2 separate regions of the Mus musculus genome follow, and region 1 is linked to region 2. A link is a contact called in public promoter capture Hi-C data. All regions are on one chromosome and are shown on one strand. The core of a region is the stretch at or near the end of the contact, and the rest is flanking DNA. Distances in the headings are between cores, read along the strand shown. Region 1 has its middle 3.4 kb from the start of Arl5c. Region 2 overlaps Abi3 (ABI gene family, member 3).

What was found. Promoter capture Hi-C pulls out the DNA fragments that hold promoters and counts their contacts.
Region 1: a contact with region 2 is called in a promoter capture Hi-C map of pre-B cells, with 5 times the contacts expected there. The contact joins two enhancer-like sites. A contact is called at or near these places in 2 of 39 promoter capture datasets (the C10 cell line and pre-B cells) and 1 of 115 datasets of contacts at active chromatin or transcription factors (bone marrow-derived dendritic cells).

Annotation. Positions count from the first base shown.
Region 1 is chr11:97,998,187-98,000,886 of GRCm38.p6, forward strand. No RefSeq gene overlaps it. Among named protein-coding and RNA genes, the nearest start is that of Arl5c, 3.4 kb to the left of the region's middle. Within about 2 kb of position 1,260, at least 88 of the 459 cell types and tissues checked have an H3K27ac peak or open chromatin away from gene starts, as enhancers often do. A contact at or near this core is called in bone marrow-derived dendritic cells and pre-B cells, where this site is marked.
Region 2 is chr11:95,832,658-95,835,629 of GRCm38.p6, forward strand. Abi3 (ABI gene family, member 3) reads right to left here. Exons shown (of 8, transcript NM_025659.4): 4 at 1,649-1,734; 5 at 1,346-1,441; 6 at 983-1,143; 7 at 552-677; 8 at 1-219. The coding sequence ends at 56. Among named protein-coding and RNA genes, the nearest start is that of Abi3, 8.3 kb to the right of the region's middle. Within about 2 kb of position 1,679, at least 156 of the 459 cell types and tissues checked have an H3K27ac peak or open chromatin away from gene starts, as enhancers often do. A contact at or near this core is called in bone marrow-derived dendritic cells and pre-B cells, where this site is marked.

The DNA.
Region 1 (2,700 bases), core at 10-2,509, 2.2 Mb after region 2:
TCAATGTCTCCTCTGCTTTGAAAGGGAAACACCTGGCAGCCTTTAACTGGGATGCTTGTGGTAAGCAAAGACAAACAGAACCAACCCTTGGAAGCTCACCTCTGGCCTCCACAGACCCACCCAGGCACATATGACACACACCTTCATCCCATTCCTCTTGGTGGACAGAGCTAGAACAACACAGAATTGAAGACATGATCCACACAGTCCATCAGGGCTGATTCCATGTCAGCCCCAGGAAGGGAGCTGGGGTTGGGGCTGGGAGGCTTGACAGGGGCACAGAAGGTATTTGGAGAAATCACCCAGTGTTTGAGGCATGGCTGCCATCTGGTTCCTAGGGGAAGAAAGGCGTCCTGCTTTGTCACCCAGTTGCAGAATTGAAAGTGACATTCGGCAAGCTGGGGGCACACTGAGTGAACAGAACAGAACTGCGGTGGTGGCTGGAGAGGGCTCAGTTAGGAAGGGTTGAGAGTGGCTTTCTGCTCTTCCAGGGGAATAGAGTTTGGTTCCTGGCGTCCATGGAGGTCAGGGGATCCAGCATTCTCTTCTGGCCTCCATGCTGTTTGTGCAAGCGCATGCACACACGCACATGCGCGAGTGCACACACACACACACACACACACACACACACACACACACGTGCACACACACACACACTTCTCTGAGAAGATTTGATTTAGAAGGAAGCCTAGACAGCCACTATGGAAGCTAAAACAAGATTTAGGATATTGGACTGAAACCACAAGCCCATCCTGGGCCAAAGTGGCCTCAGTTTAACCCAGCCTATTTCAGGATAGTGATCCTTGCTGGGGAGTGGTGGCACACGCCTTTAATTCCAGCACTTGGGGTTGAGGCCAGTCTACAGAGTGAGTTCCAGAACTACACAGAGAAACCCTGTCTTGAAAAAAAAAAAAATCCTAGCAACCACATGGTGGCTCACAACCATCTGTAATGGGATCTGATGCTCTCTCCTGGTGCATGTCTGAAGACAGTGACACTGTATTCATATCAATTAAAAAAAAGGGGGGGGACAGTGAACCTTTGGGCTGACCTGGGATCTGTGGCCTGCCCCCCTTCTGTCACAGAGGCAGTATCCACCAGAGTTGGAAGAAGCTAGTCAGAGAAGCAGTGAGGGAAAGGAAATCAGTTAGGAGGGAATCCCCCTGCCTCAGCTTCTGAGTCCCAGAAGTGGTGGCAGCACCAAGCTGGCTGATGTCATGGCTGTTAAAGTCCTCACGTGTCCACACCCACGAGCTTGCTGATCCGGCAGTCTAAGTGGGTAGAGGGCGTGGTTACCTAAAAACAAGACTTCCTCCCCATCTCTACTATCTGTGCCGGCTAGAAATACCTACCTAAGTTCTGAGCAAATGCAGTTGTAGGCAGCTGGTGCAGGAAGAGACGTATTTGGACACCTGCTTCCTCCATCTCAACCCCCTAACCCCTACTCTTTCCAAAATCAGGGTTTCCTGGAGCAGAAGAATTATGAACTTGGGGATCACAGGCAGCACATAATGATATTTGTGGAGGCTGGTAAAGTTGCCCCCCCACACACACACACACCCCGCTGGACTCCTCTAGGGGTCAGTGGCTGCCTTCCTCTATGGCCTGAACTGAGGTTTCCTCCCAGGTGGATATCAGCGGCATCATCTATCTGCAGGGAAGACCGTGTCTAGCCATGACCATTTACAGTCCTTCAGAACAAAACTTAGAAGGCCTGCTGTGACCTGCTCCTGCCAAGCTGCTCTGGCCACCAGCTGTCACCATGTTGTGTTAGTCAGGAGCCACTAGCATGTCATGCATGTCCCCTCTCTCCTCTGCACTAGGAACTTCCTCCCTCTTCTCTGCCTCGGGTTAACTTAACCATGTTCCCAGGTTTCAAGGGAGCTTCACCTCCCTCTCAAAGCCTTCTCTGACCTCTCTGGTTAAGGAACTGGTGTTCCCGGTACTGACTGCTCCCCCACAGCAAGAAACTTGGAGCGCTATCTGTGGTTTCCAGTTTGACTTGTGCCTACCACAGAGGAGATCTTTAATAAATGCTGGCTCCACACCTAAACATAGACGTGAATGATCGATTACCATGCAAAGGTAGTGGGGAGGATGGGAGGCAGAGCAGGGCTCTCAACAACTCTACTATCAGTTCCCCAAGGGACTCTGCCCCTGGGCTGCCCAGATCCCTGTCTGTGATCTGCTGGCTTATCTGGAGGCCATCAGGGGTCCGATGTCAGACTGACCCTTAAACACAAACTATGAACAGAAGCACTCAGGCAGGGGACCCAGATGTTCAAGTCTTCTAGAGCTGTCACCTCAAAAACAAGACCTAGGAAGGCAAGGAAGCTTTGCAGGTGCTGTGTGAGGCAGGACAACAGCTATGAGAGCCCACATCCTGGCAGCTGGTGACGAGGAGGGGCCTGCCACCTGCTTATTTTGTTCTCACATGTCTCAGGGGGCCTGGTCTCTCCAACCTCTTCACACCAGCGGAAAACCTCCCCGGCTCCAAAGCTCTCAGGACCCGTGTGATAGCACATCTGTAACTTTTGCAATCACACTCAGGAGGGTGAGGCAGGAGAGTTGCTATGAGTTTGAGTCCCACCTCAGCTGCATGAGTCCCAGGTCAGTCAAGAGTTACATTGTAAACCTGTCCCAAAATAAAACTTCCTGGCATGCTGGTTCACCCACTGCTGTGATCCCAGCATCTGGGGA
Region 2 (2,972 bases), core at 429-2,928:
CTCGAGAGGCCCACCGAGGCAGTGCAGGGTTGGTGCAGGGATAGATCCTGGGCTGTCAGCAGCTGGGCTCCACATAGTTCCCTGGGAAGAATCCAGTGCCCTCTGAACTGACACCCTCACACCAGCCATCCGAGTAGCGGCGAGTGACACAGATGACGGTGCCTTCAGAGAAGGAGAGCTCATTGTCCTTTTGCCGGGTGTATGGGTACAGGGTCACCACTGTGGGGCAAGAAGAGAACCTTGTGAGGTGTCCCCTCGGTCATGCACGCACCCGCCCACGGTGATACAGGAGCTGTAATACTAGGTCGTGCGTAGAGGGGCTTTGGAACAGTCAGGTACTACTCAATAGCAGGCCAGCTGCTCTTTCCCAGCAGGGTTCAGAACTCAGCTCATCCAAAAGGAAGGAGATGGAGAAAAAAGATAGGGTCGCCCGCACCTTGGTAGGGAAAGCAAATGCTTCCGGCTTGGAGAGTGAAGGCCAAAGCAACAGAAGCCAGAGAAACCTGCCAACGGATTCTGCTGCCTTTCAGTCCCAAGAGTTGCAAAGGTACCTTTCTCCAAGTAGCTAGCAGGGACCCAGCTGGGCTCATCTGGTCCAAAACCTGGTGGGGGCGGAGGCAGCAGCCCCAGTTCATCCCCCTCTAGAGCTGGGGGAGGAGGCAGGGGCAACTCTGCTTCTGGGAAGGAAGACAAAAGGGTTCGTGTAAAGGAAAGTGGGCCAACCCTGCAGCATCCTCAAGCTCTAACCAGTTCCTGTCATCACTCATAATGCCTCTAGCCAGACTCAGCACAGGGTAGACAGATCCTACGGGACAACACCTAGGCAGCTGGCTTAAGCTATAAAGGTTCCGTTAAGTGAGAAGCTTCAAAAACAGGGCTAGTGTAAAATAGTCTATCTACTGCTTCTCTGGGGTCCCTGAGGAGCACAGGGCTGAATGAGAGAGACTCAAAGTGAATACTGAGAAGGCAGGACCCATCTTACCCAGAGGGGGCTGGGACACCTCCAGCGGAGGGGGCGGCAAGAAGACCTCGGCAGACAACGGTGGAGGAGGCGGGGTTACAGGTGCTACAGGTGGAGGAGGCGGGGTTGCAGGCGCTACCTGTCCCTTGGACTGGGGGATCCCACTGGCACCTTCCGCACTGCTAAAAGACCAGATTATATGCTGATTAGGGACGGACGCCTTCTAGCCCAGCGTCCCAGAGGGGTCCCCAGACCTCATAGTAAGATCTGCATTAATTTTTCCCCCAGCTAGTGGTTTTTCGTTTTCTCAACCACAAGACTGCCTGGAGGCCACCTCTCAAAATCCACCTGCTGTCTACCCACCCACTAGACTCAAGTGCTCACCCTGCCGAGGCCAAGGAAGAGGCAGAGGAGGCAGCGGAGAGCTTGCCGTCTGGCACGGCTGGGAGCTGCACCGGCTCAGGGATCCGGGGTGGTCTCCTAGGGAGTGGAGTAGGGTGGTGTGAGGAGGGAGGGTTCTCTGCTGAGCAGAGTTTAGGGTTGAGGAAGGGCGACTGGCGGAGGGTGAAGCTGGGTGCCAGGCGCAGCAGCGTCAAGGCGCCAGGTGCTGAGGGTGAGGGGTGGAAGAAGCAGTTGAGAACCACGAGTGGCTGGGTAGGGCTGGTTGGCATGGCCTTGAGGCCTCACCCCAGCGTGGCGGAAACAGGTGTAGCAGGCGCCTTTATGCTCTTGCGAGACAGGGTCCCGGTCCGTGACAGCTGCGTGCTCAAGTCCTGAAGGGAGAACGATAGGGTTGATTGACATCTGGGACACGGGGAGGCATTCTTACCCACATCCCTGAGAGGAAATGGGGGAGGGGAGCGGAGGGCGAGAACTGGGAGGGCTAGCCAGACTCAGCAAGTTCCTACTTCCACTTCTCAGCCCTCCTCCCGTCCTAACCCTACCCCCACCCCTTAGGCCTGCAGCAGGTCCCCCAAAGCCGTCCCACAGAAAACAACCCGCAGCACAGACGCCGTCTGAAGGCCACTTCCTCTGCACAGCCACAGTGACTGAGTTGCCCTTTGCAACCCCACACTATCTCAAATTCTCAGGGATCTGGGTGGCTTGGTGGTCCTTAGCTCTGATTTAGCTTGTACTCCAGCGCGAGCTAAGGAGCCTCACATACGGGGGGGGGGGGGACTCCTTGTTTCCCAGAAACCTATGGAAGTGACCGTCCCCAAATTCAAGGCAGAGGGATGGCAGAAGCCAAGACACTTAGGAGAGTCTCAATGATGGGGTGCAATCCCAAAGCCAAGAGACACCTCTGAAACTGGGACTTCCCCCAGCGTGAGCAGGGGAGGGGATGGTGTGGGGGAGGTCATGTTCTCTGTCACCCTGCCCCACTAGAGGCAAGACGGGAATTACAGGATAAAGGATAAGTTGGAGGCTGGGTACATAGCTCAGGATGGAGCTTCTGCTGAGTTTATAGAAGGCCTGGGTTCCACCCAGGGCACCATCAAAAGAAAAACAAAAGATAAGAAGGCTGGACAGGAAAAAGGAACGGATAGAGAGAGCTGGGAACTGAAGGAAAGAGGTATTTTCTCTCCTGGGGGTCTGGCATAGTATCAAGGGGTTAAGACCCAGGAAAGCTTCTAATCTAATCTGACATGAAGCAGTTGGGCACAGTGTGATAAGGTCCCCTCCGCCAACTCTTTTTGTTGCTGCCTCCTGTCCCTATCAGCAGCATTCTGGAGTGACTTCTTAGAGCAATGACCTCAAACCCCCAGACAGAGGAAGTCGCTATTCTCATGTGGCTGAGGAGAGGTTCTCATGCGTGCCCTGACACCCTTCCCCCTCCTCCCCCTCTTCCCCTTCTCACACACACACACACACACACACACACACACACACACACACACACACACACCACACACACGACCCACTGTGGGGTGGGAGTGGGGGGTGGGGCCGGGACAGCTTATGATCTTCCAGGAGCAGTGTCTGAGTAGAGGGAAGTTAAGGACCTAGGGAG